Linked DNA regions of Macaca mulatta: regions 1 and 3 are each linked to region 2. A link is a contact called in public Hi-C data. All regions are on one chromosome and are shown on one strand. Each heading gives the region's core, a stretch centred on a gene start, on an enhancer-like site or on the middle of the called end of the contact. The rest is flanking DNA. Distances are from core to core; before and after follow the strand shown. Region 1 holds the start of MRPS5 (mitochondrial ribosomal protein S5). Region 2 holds the start of ZNF514 (zinc finger protein 514). Region 3 holds the start of ZNF892 (zinc finger protein 892).

Evidence for each region. Hi-C and Micro-C count contacts between places; a contact is called where the count stands out from the background.
Region 1: a contact with region 2 is called in a Hi-C map of cortical neurons, with 2.6 times the contacts expected there. The contact joins the promoter of MRPS5 here to the promoter of ZNF514 in region 2. A contact is called at or near these places in 3 of 14 Hi-C or Micro-C datasets (CD4 T cells, cortical neurons and fetal cortex germinal zone).
Region 3: a contact with region 2 is called in a Hi-C map of blood, with 2.4 times the contacts expected there. The contact joins the promoter of ZNF892 here to the promoter of ZNF514 in region 2. A contact is called at or near these places in 4 of 14 Hi-C or Micro-C datasets (CD4 T cells, blood, cortical neurons and 1 more).

Annotation. Positions count from the first base shown.
Region 1 is chr13:4,479,825-4,484,687 of T2T-MMU8v2.0, reverse strand. It overlaps MRPS5 (mitochondrial ribosomal protein S5), which reads left to right and starts at 3,555. Exons shown (of 11, transcript XM_077958801.1): 1 at 3,555-3,627. The coding sequence starts at 3,570.
Region 2 is chr13:4,528,188-4,533,006 of T2T-MMU8v2.0, reverse strand. It overlaps ZNF514 (zinc finger protein 514), which reads left to right and starts at 1,682. Exons shown (of 6, transcript XM_077958799.1): 1 at 1,682-2,355. The region is part of intron 1 of ZNF2 (zinc finger protein 2); the gene reads right to left.
Region 3 is chr13:4,570,930-4,575,770 of T2T-MMU8v2.0, reverse strand. It overlaps ZNF892 (zinc finger protein 892), which reads right to left and starts at 1,493. Exons shown (of 6, transcript XM_077958798.1): 1 at 1,416-1,493; 2 at 287-375. LOC144333981 reads left to right here and starts at 1,369. Exons shown (of 3, transcript XM_077960225.1): 1 at 1,369-1,898; 2 at 4,468-4,581. The coding sequence starts at 1,369.

The sequences.
Region 1 (4,863 bases), core at 2,306-4,805, 50 kb after region 2:
ACAGTGGCTCATACCTACAATCGCAGCACTTTGGGAGGCTAAGGCGGGTGTATTGCTTGAGGCAGGCGGATCGCTTGAGGTCAGGGGTTTGAGACCAGCCTGGCCAACATGGTGAAATGCTGTCTCTACAAAAATACAAAAATTAGCTGGGCATGGTGGAACAGGCCTGTAATCCCAGCTACTCAGGAGGCTGAGGCAGGAGAATCGCTTGAACTTGGGAGGGGGAGTTTGCAGTGAGCCAAGATCATGCTACTACACTCCAGCCTGGGTGACAGAGTGAGACTCTGTCTCAAAAAAATAAAAATAAAATAAAATTTCTAAATATCAAAAAATCACATACATGAATGTTCATGGCAGCTTTGTTTGAAATAGTTAATAACTGGAGACAGGCTGGGCGCAGTGACTCATGCCTATAATCCCAGCATTTTGGGAGGCCGAGGTGGGTGGATCACTTAAGGCCAGGAGTTCGAGACCAGCCTGGCCAACATGGTGAAACCCTGTCTCTACTAAAAATACAAAAAATTAGCTGAGTGTAATGGGACACGCCTGTAATCCCAGCTACTCGGGAGGCTGAGGCACGAGAATCACCTGAACCCAGGAGATAGAGGTTGCAGTGAGCTGAGACTGTGCCACTGCACTCCAACCTGGACAACAGAGCGAGACTCTGTCTTAAGGAAAAAAAAAAAAAAAAAGGAAAAGAAAAAGAAAAATAATAATTTGAGACAAACTAAATGTCCTACAACGGGTGAATGGTTAAACAAATGGTAGTGCCATGGAATACTACTCAGCAATGTAAAGGAAGAAACTATTGGTACATGGAACAACTTGGATAGACATCAAGGGTATTATGCTGACTGAAAAAAAGCTGGGCATGGTGGCACAGGCCTGTAATCCCAGCTACTCAGGAGGCTGACGCAGGAGAATCGCTTGAACTTGGGAGGGGGAGTTTGCAGTGAGCCGAGATCATGTATTATATGTATTATATGATTCCATTTATATAATGTTCTCAAATGATAAAATTATAGAGATGAGAAACAGATTAGTGGTTGCCAAGGGTTAGAGATGGTGGAGGAGAGGATAGAAGAGGGGGTGGGTTTGACTTGAAGGGAGAAGCACAAGTAGTCTTGGAGATAGAAACAGTTCTGTATCTCTATTGTGGTGCTGGTTACAGAAATCTACATGTGACATAATTGCATAGAACTACACACACACACACAAATGAGTATGTAAAACTCATAAAATCTAAATAAACTCTATGGATTGTACCGATGTCAGCTTCCTGGTTTTGATGTTGTACTATAGTTACGTAAGTTGTACCATTTGGGGAAACTGAGTTAAGGATACGTGGGACTTCTCCGTACTATTTTTGCAACTTCCTATCTGTATCTTTGAATCTGTAATTATTTCAAATTTAAAAGTTAGAAACAAATGACTAAGTAATCAAAACCAAACTGGTTTTGGGCCTTAACAGAGTCTGAAGGCGTGACCATCGACCAGCAACTTACCATGCAGTTTAAGCTGCTCATCATGAACTGGCTGTTGTATGATCACCAAGCCATAAAGTTGTGCGTGCACAGCAACACTCCATCATCGAATGGAAATGGTACATATGAAACTGAACTGGAGTAGGACCTGAACATGCAAGCTACATGATCTTCTCTCAACCCCTACCCACAGCTTCATGAGGAATTACCTATGACCAGTTGCCTGAAGAAGAAAACTCTTGGGCTTGGTTTACTCATGGTTCTGCATGATCTGCTGGTATCACCTGAAAGTGGACAGCTGCAGTACTGCAATCCCACTCTGGGATGCTTCTGAAGGATGGCAGTGAAGGGAGATCCTCCCAGTGGGAAGAAGATAAGAGTAGTGTACCTGGTTGTTCATTTTGCCTGGTTGGAAGTATAGATCTATACTTTTTCATGAGCAGTGGCTAATGGCTTGGCTGGATGGTCAGTACTTGAGAGGAACATAATTAGGAAGTTGGTGACAAGGACGTCTAGGGAACACGTATGTGGATGGACTTCGGCCCAGAATGTGAAGATAATTATTTCCCACATGAGTGCTTATCAAAGGGTGACCTCCACAGAGGATTTTAATGAGGTGGATAGAATAATCCATTTTGTGGATGTCAGTCAGCCTCTTTACCTAGCCAAATGGACTCATGAATAAAGGGCTAGGGATGGAGGTTACACATGGGGTCAATGTGGAGTTTCACTCGCCAGTCAATCTGGCTACAGCTCCTGATACAGCAGCACTTCTGGGGGCTCAGCAAGCTCTCTGGCTCTAGGTTGATTACATTGGACCATGGAAGGGGCAGCACTTGTTCTGACTGGAATAGACACTCTGGATATGGATTTGCTATTCCTGCCCACCGTGCGTCTGCCAAAACAACTGTCCTTGGACTTAATAATTATTTCACACACTGTTGCCTCTGACCTAGGAACTCACTCCACAGCAAATGAAGTGTGACAGTAGGTCCTTGCTCGTGGAATTAGCTGGTCTTACCATGTTCCCAAATATGCTGAAGCAGTTGGCTTTACACATAGGTGTAATGAATCTCTTTTCTCTTAATTTCGCCAACTCAAGATGTAAAAGGTCTGTTGAAAATGGTGTGCATCAAAATAACCTGGAGTGAAATAAGTTGTCTATTTCAGCAAAGAAAATGGGAAAATAGTAGATGAAACAACTGTGTTCCTCTTGATAATCTTTAACTCTAGCTTGTCAGTAATTTTACTCTTCTGTATGTTTGAAAAATTTTATGCTAGACTTGAAAACCAGACGTTTATCTGAGCAGGCTACCCTCTTACAAGACATTGTGCCCTGCTGTGTTGCAGGTGTGTGGGTCACTTGAGTAGACGTAGATGGTATGGAGGCAATAAAAAAACCGTGACCCGGGGCTGAGATACACATGTGTGACCAAACGTTAAAATCAGTATGAATCCACAAGTGTGTGTGAAATGCAGGTCATTTAAGTGCTTAATCTAATGAAACTCAGAGCTTTCCTGGAGTTGGGGATGAACACCTCTACGTTCCTCGTCTTATTCATCCCTTGGATCCTCATTGCACTTGGACCCCTTCGGTGCTTCTGTGAACCTCGCAGGCGTCCGCAGTGCCAGCTCTGGTAAGCCCGAGGGTCCCCCGCCAGCGGACCCCTCCAGAGCGCCCCTGCACAAGCAGCCAAATTCACCCGGCCGGTTGCGCTCTCTCTCCGGCGCCGCAGGCGCGAGCTAGCCCCGCCCCCGCCCGGCCGCCCGTCCCCCCGTCCAAGCCCCGCCCCCGCCCGGCCGCTCGTCCCCCCGTCCAAGCCCCGCCCCCGCCCGGCCGCCCGCCCAAGCCCAGCCCTCGGGTCCTAACGCGAGGCTCCCGCGGGGCTGTCCGCGGCCGCGCCGGGCTCCGCCTGCCGTGTGTCCCGTCCGGACAGTGCCTCACCCCGGCCTGCGCTGCTGCGTGGACTCGGGCCTCAGGAATTCCGCTGCGGCCCAAGGCTCGCCGTTTGACGAGGAGCAGTCGCGGCAGGCGGTGGGCGAGGCTGCTCTGGGCGGGGGCCGAGGCGAGGCTCGGGCTCCAGCATGGCGACCGCGGCGCGTGTTGTGGGCCGGCTGCCCGCGCTGTGTAGCGGGACGGCAGGTGAGAGCTGGGACGCCGGGAGCGGGGCTCGTCTGGGGCCTGGAGAAGCCCGGGCGGAGGGAAGCGGGAAGCCGCGGCCGCCGTCTCCGCACGCCGTGCTTCCACCTACCCCGGAGCCGCTGTGTGACCTTGGGCGCGTCCCCTCCGTCTCTGGGTCGCGGAGCTCCTGTCTGTCAAATGAGGGGGAACTGGACGTCGTTCTCCAAGGTTCTTCCCAGTTCCCAAAACCCATTGAGCGTGCTTGGCGAAGAGGAGCGGGAACTGGCACGCGTGCGACCCCCGGGGTCGTTGGATGTCGGCCTGGGTTTGTCCTCCGGCGTAACGTTTATCTCTAGGAAACGCTCCGTGGTTGACTTTGCATTTTCTGTTTGCTCAATTTTACTGGAAGTCCACAATCCAGCGTTTGTAGTTTCGAAATCCGAAGACCGCTAAAGCCCGAATATGTGTATTTTAAAACTCATTTAGCGGCAGTCTTTAACCTGAAGTCATTTGGCAGAAAATCTGACTTGAACATTCTTTTGTCCATGTTGTCTCCGTCTTCTCCTTTGTTTTTTTGTTTGTTTGTTTTTGTTTTTGAGACAGTCTTACTCTGTCGCCCGGCTGGAGTGCAATGGCGCGATCTCCGCCCACTGCAACCTCCATCTCCCGGGTTCAAGCGATTCTCCTCCCTCAGCCTCCTGAGTAGCTGGGACTACAGGCGCCCGCCACCACGCTCGGCTAATTTTTGTATTTTTAGTAGAGACGGGGTTTCACCATGTTCGTCATGCTGACCTCGAACTCCTGACCTCATGATCCACCCGCCTCGGCCTCCCAAAGTGCTGGGATTACAGGCGTGAGCCACCGCACCCGGCTGTCTCCTCCTTTTTCAAGGCCCTGTTCAAATAGCTCCTAGCTGTTGTAGCTTTCCTTCATTTTCCTCACCATATCTTCGCAATGTCTTCATGAGGTATGTACTGCTATTCCCATTTTACAGATGAGGGAGTTAAGGCACATAGATTGAGAAACTTGCTTAAGGTTAGGCTAGGTGGACATCAGGTTTTTGCATCCATATCACCTGGCTCCAAAGCCTGTTTTTTGTTTTTGGTAACAGCTTCCTTGTTGAGACATAATTCACATACCATACAATGAATCCATTTAAAGTGTACATTTCAGTGGTTTTTAGTATATCACCAGAGCAATGCAGCCATTATAACCACTACAAAAAGAAAACCTGTGCCTTTTAGCTGTCACTTCCCA
Region 2 (4,819 bases), core at 433-2,932:
AGCTAATTTTTGTATTTTTATAGAGATGGAGTTTCACCATGTTGGCTAGGCTGGTCTTGAACTCCTGACCTCAAGTGATCTGCCCACCTCGGCTTCCCAAAGTGCTGGGATTACAGGCATGAGCCACTGTGCCTGGCCTACCAATGCACTTCTGATCTTATCTCTATTTCTCTGTAGCTTTTCACTGTTCTGACAAGCTTCTGCTTGTTCCAGTGGTTACTGTAACTGCTATGATACTGCACTAGCCTTTCTTCCAACCACTAAAATTGCTGTCTGTGTGTGACTCTTTTTCCCCACTTTTGCCCTGGAAACATGGATGCTGCCCATAGCTCAGTCTTTGTACTTTCTTCATTTTTGCCATCCCTCAGAAAGTCCATCCACACTCAGGGCTCCATTTTCCAACTCTACAGATGTCCATGTCCTGTAACTGTATTGTAATTGTACAACTGTACTGCATTCTTCCAAACTTATCCTGCATTTCCAAATGACTGCAAACCTTGAATTAGGCGTTCCGCCATCACCTCAAAATTATCTTCCTTTAGGCAATTCCCCACATCCACGCCTCTTCCTGGCTTTACATTTGTATCAGATGTTTTATTCTTCTCCCAGGTGTCCCAAACTCAAACTCTTACCTCACTGTCTTTCCTCCCAAATCTAGTCACCAGGCCCTTTTGACTCTTCTTTTGCAATGTCATCCGTATCCTTCCCTTTCACTACCACCACCTGAATTCAGGTCCACAACAGCTTACTTCAAAACTGCCATACGTCCCTAACTGGCTCTCTGCTTCTGGTCCTTTCCCCTCTCTAGTCCTGAATGTGACCTCTAGAACAACTGTCCCCAAATAGTTTGATTCGTGTCAGTCCCTGGATCACACCTATACAAGCCACCTTGCCTACTGGTCTTGTCCTGATTCTCTGAGTCCCGGGCCCTGGCTCCCAGCGTACCTTTTCTTCAACCTTGTCTATCACTGTTGCTAAATTTCTGTAAAAATTCTCTCCAGCTCAAATCTGCCTAACGCTTAGCTGCTGCTTTCCTGGTTTTTTCTTTTTTTTCACGTCAAATCCCACCTCCTCCATGAAGCCCTCCAGCACTCGTGCGGAGGCCCAGGGCAGGGAGCTAAATGAGGCAATCTGAGGCGCTTGCTAGGAAAGAGGGAGCGGGCAGCACCCTAAATTTGGTGTCAATTCCACCCACGTTCATTAAGCACCCACTATGGGAAGAAGAAACGGGAGAGGCGGAGGAAGACTCCAAACCTCCAACCTGAAAGTCCGGGACCGACAGACAATGGGTGCCCAGACCCCACGGGACACACGCACACACGGGGGTGGGTGCACAACTTTCCGTCCGCACCGAGTCGTCGCGACACACTCTCTGCTGGCCTCGCCCTTGTCACCCCGTTTTGCTCCCACAGCACCTCCCCAAAGTTCTCAAGTCCCGTCTCTAAGCTGCTGCGCTCAGTCCGCTCCTCGAAGACACACACCCACAACCCTCACCTCCGGCACAGAGTGCTCGGGACCCGGGAAGACGGCGCCTCTTCAGGTCGGGTAAGCAACGCGCCTGCGCAAAGGGTCCTGGCGCCCGCGCTCCCAATCAATGCGCTGCCTTCGCAAGGACTTCATCTCCCAGAAGTCTGCGCGCCCGGTGCGCCTTAATATGACGTCAGAAATCTGTGCAAACGCAGGCTTCGCGCGGCTGAACAGGATCCAAAATGGCAGCGCTGTCGCCTTAGCTGAGAGAGCGAGCCGTTGTGGATGTTTGGGAGACTTATGGTCACCCTGAAGTACTGCCTGCGCCTGGTGTCCAGTCCCTCCAGTCATCCGATGGGAGCGCCGTCCACAGGGAATGTGTCTGTCTGATCCTGGTGCCTCTGCCCAGCCGGCAGGGGAAGACCGAGACGAAATCGAGTCATCTAGCGTTGGAAAGGGCTTATTTCCGCTTCCGTTTGTCCACTTGCAGAAATTTGATTCTGGAATTTTGGCCCGAGAGGCAGTTTGGTTGTGAGAACAGGGCTGCGGTTCCAGGCAGGGTCTATGCACATATTTGCGTTGGAAGGAGAGAAGAGCCTAGGACATATATGTATTAACTGTGCAGCTGGTCCGACTCCCGACTGCTTGAGCTCACACCAGCCGGCCTTGGAGTTGCTGGAAGGGCGCTGGCTGCAAGCTAAGATCACCCGGAGAGCTTTAGACATTGATGCCTGAGGCCCAGCTGTGGAGCGAAAGTTTGCAAAGAGCTGCAGGTGACTCTAACGTGCAGCTAAAGCTAAGAACTATTGAGCTATAGCTCCGGGAAGACTGAAAATTACAAAGAATATGATAAAATCCTACTTCAGGAACAAAACTACATTTTTCCAGGTTAATACTTAGTTAGTTTTTTTTTTTTTTTTTTTTTAAGTTTTTTTGGGGTACACAGTAGTTGTAAACATTTATGGGCCACCTGAGATATTTTGACACAGGCATGCAATACGTAATAACCTCATCAGGATAAATGGGATGTCCATTACCTCAAGCATTTATCCTTTGTATTACAAACAATTCAGTTATATTCCTTTAATTACTTTAAAATGTTCAATATTATTGGCTGTAGTTACTCCGATGTGCTATCAAATACTAGTTATACTATTTCTTATTCTATTTTTGTACCTATTAACTAGCCCCACTTCCCCACCCCACCAACCCTTCCCAGTCTCTGTTAATCATCCTTCTACTCTGCATCTCCATAAGACTACACTTTCATTCAAAAAAATCCTAATTGCTCACCATAGGCAAGGCACGGTTGAGTAAGTTACTGACCCAAATGAACTCTTGGTCCAATGGAAAAAATCACAATAGAGGCAGTATGTTCTACAATTATGTCACCCCTCGGCATACTATGAGAGTACAATGGAGGAAGGAAGCTATTAACTATGGTTGGGAAAGGTGGGAAAGGATTCCTATAATTGGTGTACTTAAAGTAATTAAGAAAAAGAAGTGTGATCTAAACAGAGAATAGCACCTGCAAAGGCACAGTCTAGAGGATAAAAGTGAAAAGAATTTGTAGCAAAGTGAATGGCTTGTGGATGAGGTTTAGGGGCCAATAACTATCTTGAGGTAAGGCCAGGTTGTGGCTGACTTTGTGTTGTACTAACGGGTTTGGACCTTCCTAGAAAATTAGAGCTTGATTAAAGTCACAACATCCACAAGAGAAATATTTTCTTTTTGTTCCATTCTGTGTGGTGGTTTTTATTATTTATTTAGCTTTTTTTTTGAGACAGAATCTCCCTCTGTCGCCCAGGCTGAAGTGCAGTGGCCGGATCTCAGCTCACTGCAAGCTCCGCCTTTCGGGTTTACGCCATTCTCCTGCCTCAGCCTCCCGAGTAGCTGGGACTACAGGCGCCCGCCACCTCGCCCGGCTAGTTTTTTGTATTTTTTTTTAGTAGAGACGGGGTTTCACCGTGTTAGCCAGGATGGTCTTGATCTCCTGACCTCGTGATCCGCCCGTCTTGGCCTCCCAAAGTGCTGGGATTACAGGCTTGAGCCACCATGCCCGGCCTTATTATTTATTTAGCTTTATACTGAGGGTGGAAACTGGGGTCCTGAAAGTGTTTCTTTCTAGAATATTCTGCACCCACTGGCAGGCCTTAGGCTTTGTCTTTACTGCTTCCATGTAGCTGCCAAAGTGGAAGTTTGTATTCTCTAGGATTTAGCGGCCTCAAAGTCAGGTTTGTTGCTCGATTCTCAGAATTCTAGCTCTCATTTTATTTTATTTTATTTTATTTTTATTTTATTTTTTTTTTGAGACGGAGTCTCGCTCTGTCGCCCAGGCTGGAGTGCAGTGGCCGGATCTCAGCTCACTGCAAGCTCCGCCTCCCGGGTTTACGCCATTCTCCTGCCTCAGCCTCCCGAGTAGCTGGGACTACAGGCGCCTGCCACCGCGCCCGGCTAGTTTTTTGTATTTTTTAGTAGAGACGGGGTTTCATCGTGTTAGCCAGGATGGTCTCGATCTCCTGACCTCGTGATCTGCCCGTCTCGGCCTCCCAAAGTGCTGGGATTACAGGCTTGAGCCACGGCGCCCGGCCACATTTTATTTTTTGAGACATGCTCTGGCTCTGTCATCCAGGCCGGAATGCAGTGGCATGCTCTCAGCTCACTGCAACCTCCACCTCCTGGGCTCATGTAGTCCTCCCATCTCAGCCTCAAGAGTAGCTGGGACTACAGCTGTGCACCACCAGGCCGGGCTAATTTTTGTATATATTTTTTTTTAGAGACAGAGTTTTACCATGTTGCCCAGGCTGGTTTCAAACTCGGGCTCAAGCAATCCACCCTCTTCGGCCTCCCAGAGTGCTAGGATTACAGGCATGAGCCACTGCGTCTGGCCCATTTCACTTTATTTTTTTGAATGTTTACACATTCCTCACTTTCATGCCTGCTTATCAGTGTGTTTATAAAGATGTTTGTAATTTTTCAGCATTTTTAGTTTTTTTGATTAAGAGGGCTGTTTAGGCCATCTAATCTGCCATGTTACTGGGAAGATTAAGAGAATTTTAACTGATTTTCTCAAAAGAGTTAGGAGCATATCGAAGCTAAGCAGCCAAGAAGTGACATACATTAATTTTTTTAGAGTAAAACAGATATCTCTTGGGCCCACAAGCTTGTAGGTTCTGCCAAATTGCAGGATGTTATGACCATCTGATGCTGTTTAACAAACCAGTCCAAACTTAGTGACTTAAAACAACAATTTTATTAGGCCAACACATTCTGTCGGTCGGGAACTTGGATGGGCACAACAGGGATGGGCACACAAGGATATCATTTGGATATCCCCTCCAAATCTCATGTT
Region 3 (4,841 bases), core at 244-2,743, 43 kb before region 2:
TCCACGATGCAGGAGCAAGTGGCTTTTACTTCTTTGCAACTCACCAAGGCCAATTACAGTACTGAGTGTGTGTGCAGCAAACATTCAGTGGGTAGACAGAAAGCAACGCTGGGAAGAGAGTCCTGCACAACCGAAGACCACTTCCTGTGGGGTTCCTCAGTCATCAGTTTATCAGGATGAACCCAGTGGTCTAGGAATCAGGGCTGAGCAATTCCGTAACAATGGAAGGAAACATATCCTTGCTCTGAGAACAGAAGGAAAAAAAAAAGAAGAAATCTAAACTTACTTGGGACCCAGGGGTCAGCAGCACAGCAGTTACGTCATTTTCTTTTGGGTTTCCAGCATGGAGAAGGTCTGAGTCCTCAAAAAGTGATCCTAAAAGAGGAGACAGGAGCCATGACGATTACTCTTTCCTTGCAATAAACTAGGAGGAAGTGCCACACACCAGCTAGTTGTCATCTAAGAAGAGTCAACACTGGGAACCAAAGGACAATCGCATAATATCCTTTAATCAAGACAGTCTTGACCATTGCTGCCTCAGGCTCCTCCTGTTCTCCTCTGCCCTTAAACTCCAGCAGACTGAGCATCTAGACATATAAATTAAACATATTTTTATCTTGCATGTGCTAAGTAGTCAAAATAATACTCCAAGTCTTTGTATGTCCATGCCTCAGTGATTCACCTCTGTTGTATTTCAGGCTCCCAGGATGAACGAAGACGAGTTAAATTCTTTTTGAACATTGGCTTTTCAGATATTGATACAATACCGACTGACTCAGAAAAGCGATGGGTCTTACGGAAGAACCACCACCACCAGCAAAAACAAACCAAGATTGTAAACAAACTCCGTGACTTCTCAAATCCCCGCCTTCCCTTCCTTCCAAAAGGGTCAGATAGTCCCTTCCTACTGCCTTATGGGGCTCCTCTAACATCAAAAGACAAGTCATTATCAAAAGCCAAACTTCAGATGCGTTGATATCTTCCCTTGGGCAAGGGAGGCGTCCAGCGCCTACAGACCAGGAGGGCAATGGAAGTGGCGGGTTGTCCCTCAAAACCCCACGTGAGACCGGCCAGCGGGAAGGGGCTCGTGACGCTACTCCTTCCTGAGCCTGCCCCACACTTTCTCCCTTTCTCCCTCTCCAGCGGGCACCAAGGCCGCCTCACTCCCAAATCCTCACCTCTGCCCCCAGGTTCCATGGAGACTCCTTCCTCCAGCCCGCGCTGGAGGCAACGCCGCGGGGGAAGGGGCCGGGGGTCCGCCGCTCGCGTTCCCCAAGAGGCCCGGAACGCAGCACGCGCTGGCGGCCCGGCGCCCCCACCCGGTGGTCCTCCCGCCACCCTCCTCCCGGGCACTCAGACTGAAAGGGGATGCGCTCAGCCCTCCTCCCCCGTGGGTTCGACCTCCAGCCACACACCGGCAAGCGGAGCCCGACTACAAAGGCATCTAACCGCCGGCTGCGAAGCCTAGCGCCGGCCAACTGTGAGGCCGGACTACCACTCCCAGAATCCTCCGCGGGGCGCGGCTGGCGGCCGTCACGCCCAACGCCGCTTCCCAGAGGACCCCGCGGCCTCCTGCGCCCGGGGCTGCGTTTCTTGGCGCCGCGCGCGCCTGACCGTCCTGCAGGAGCGTTCGGCAGCTGGCGAATCCCTGCCAGTGGCTGTCGAAGGGCCGCTAGTCCCTCAGTGCCGACTGTGGGCGGCGGACGCGCCAAACCCCGCCTGGCGTGGGACTTTCGCGTCCCCGCTACGGTGACGGCGGAGGGCGCGCCCCTGACCCACGTGGGATCCTTCCCGGGCTGCGGTGCTCCCTCAGAGGGGAGGCGCCCGGCGGCGTCCCTGCTGCTGCGCCTCCATGCATCGGCCCTTCGCGGCGGGCACAGAGGGGATCTCAGTTTAAAGTAAGCAGGGATGTTTGTTCCATATTGCACCTCGGAATAAAGAAAAATGGAATTTCAATCCCGAAATCACCTCAACCCCAACAACAGCCACGTCTCCAAGAAGAACCAGTAAACTAGTGCTGCTGCCCCAGGGAGGCTGGAGCCTGGAGGTCCTGCAGACTCCCCAGGAGCTCTAGGGGTGGGCGGGTCTTCAGGTTAGGCCGTGTTTTCACTTACCTTCCCACGTTAAAGTGCCAGGTTTCTGTCCAGTTCCGATTCCCAAGAGAAAATCTAGTTAGCGATGTGCTTGTTTGGATACAAGCCACAATGTCCAATTGACCTTTCTCCAACAGAATCTCCAATTTTTAGACAGGCTCAAGGCTTCCCAAGGCTTATCATTATTCCTGCTCTTGCCCTCCCCAGCACTCCCAGCCCCTGCTGCCTGGAACATAGTGAATCATCATGGGCCCTGTGAACTAGGTCACAACCGAGGGATGGTAAACCAACAAGGTAGAAGGAACGGAGCCCCGAGTAATTTGTTGGAACAGAGCTTGGGCTTTAGCATGAGAGAGATGCAGACTTCTATTTTGTATAAGCCACTATTATTTTGGGTTTCTTCTGCACAGATAACCGCACGTATCTCTAACTGGTCCATAGATTGGCTATATTTGGTACAGGCAGCTAGGGCTGGTGGGGATAAAGGACATGTGGTAGAGACACAGCCGTGCCAGCTCAAATGGCAGCCAAAGGGAGTCTCCCCACTCTTCTCTCTACAGGAGATACAGGATGGTCAGTTTCCTTCAGAAGATGCTTCCTATGAAAGACACCACTTGCTGATGTTGTTACGGAAACCCCAGGGATAAGGTCTAGGCCCTGCAGCTTGCTGCACAAAAAAGCCAATCACTGAGAGGAGTATTGCCAAGGAAGAAGGCTTTAGTCAGGTGCTGCAGCCAAGGAGATGGGAGACCAGCTGCAAATCCATCTCCCTGACCTACAAAAACCAGGGGTCTATATAGCAGGGAAGAAATGTGACTGTGTGGGGGGAACAGGAATGAGGGAGACATAAGGAAGCAATCATGATGAGGAGGGGTCTGGTGTATCCTTGTCTGGATGCCGTCATCTGGTGTGTTTCAGTTCTTTGATACTTTTTTTTTTCATCAAATGCTCTCTCAGAATCACCTTTTGATACTTTTTTGAGAGGCCTGAGGATCTTTCCTGAGGAAGGAACTATGATAAAACAAGTATAAGCTTCAAACTTTAAAACCAGAGAGTCTGCCGGGCACGGTGGCTCATGTCTGTAATTCCAGCACTTTGGGAGGCCGAGGCGGGTGGATCACTTGAGGTCAGGAGTTCAAGACCAGCTTGGCCAACATGGTGAAACCCCATCTCTACTAAAAATAGAAAAATTAGCCAGGCCTGGTGGCACACGCCTGTAATCCCAGCTACTCGGGAGGCTGAGGCAGGAGAATCGCTTGAACCCAGGAGGCGGAGGTTGCAGTAAGCCGAGATCATGCCAGCGCACTCCAACCTGGGCAACAGAGCGAGACTCTGTCTCAAAAAAAAAAAAAAATCACTTTCTATGTTTATCCAAAATAAAGTCTATAGGACTATTGGGCTGGTTTCAATGTGTCTGGAGCACCCCTTTCTTCTTGTTGCTAACCATCCCCATCACAGATATCCCTTCTTTGTTACCACGTCAATTGTCAGTCCTCATCTTACTTTATTAATAGGTGATAACACTTGGCTGCTCCCTGCTCCTGGAAATACTTTCTGGTTTTCTTCCTCCTTGACTGGTCACTTTTTCTCAATCTCATTAGGTATTTCCTCTTCTCCCCACCTCTAAACCAGTGTTTTCCAAACAACAGTCATGCATCGCTTAACAACCAGGATACCCTCGGAGAAATGAATTTTTAGGTGATTTTGTTCTTGTGTGAACATCATAGAATGTATTTATGAAAACCTAGACTGGCCGGGCGCGGTGGCTCAAGCCTGTAATCCCAGCACTTTGGGAGGCCGAGACGGGCGGATCACAAGGTCAGGAGATCAAGACCATCCTGGCTAACACGGTGAAACCCCGTCTCTACTAAAAACACACACAAAAAAAACTAGCCGGGCGAGGTGGCGGCGCCTGTGGTCCCAGCTACTCGGGAGGCTGAGGCAGGAGAATGGCGGGAACCCGGGAGGCGGAGCTTGCAGTGAGCTGAGATCCGGCCACTGCACTCCAGCCTGGGCTACAAAGCGAGACTCCGTCTCAAAAAAAAAAAAAAACAACCTAGACTGTATCACCTACTGCACACCCAGGCTATATGGCATAGCCTATTGCTCCAAAGCTATAAACATGTACAGCAGGTTATGTGGTGAATACTGTAGGTCATTGTAACACAATGGTATTTGTGTATCTAAACATAACATAGGATACAACATATCCTGTGCACCTGTATAGGGCACTTACCATGACTGGAGCTTGCAAGACTGGAAGTTACTCTGTTACCAAAACACTGTCATCTCCTAGGATAGCAATGCCTGCTTCCAGGATAACTCCTGAAGGACCTCTCTGAGGCTGTTTTACAGTTAACGTTTTTTCTTGTAGGTCTAGGTCCTGCCACTCACAGCACAGGAAGCCAATGACTGAGACCATGATCTCACCGCACAGGAAGCCAATGACTGAGATGATTATTGGGCGATGCAGCCTGGAAGATGGGAGGTCAGTATCAAATCCATCTCCTTGACCCACTGAAGTTAGGAGTTTATATAGCAGGGAAGAAATGTAACAATGTGTGGGAAAATAGGAACTCAGGAGAGGTAGGATGGCAATCATGATGCATGAGAGGCGTGGTGTCTCACTGTCTGAGTGTAGTGGTCTGGTGAGTTTCCCTTCTTTGATACTTTTTTTTTGAGAAGAAGTTTCTCTCTTGTTGCCCAGGCTGGAGTGCAGTGGCACGATCTTGGCTCACTGCAATCTCC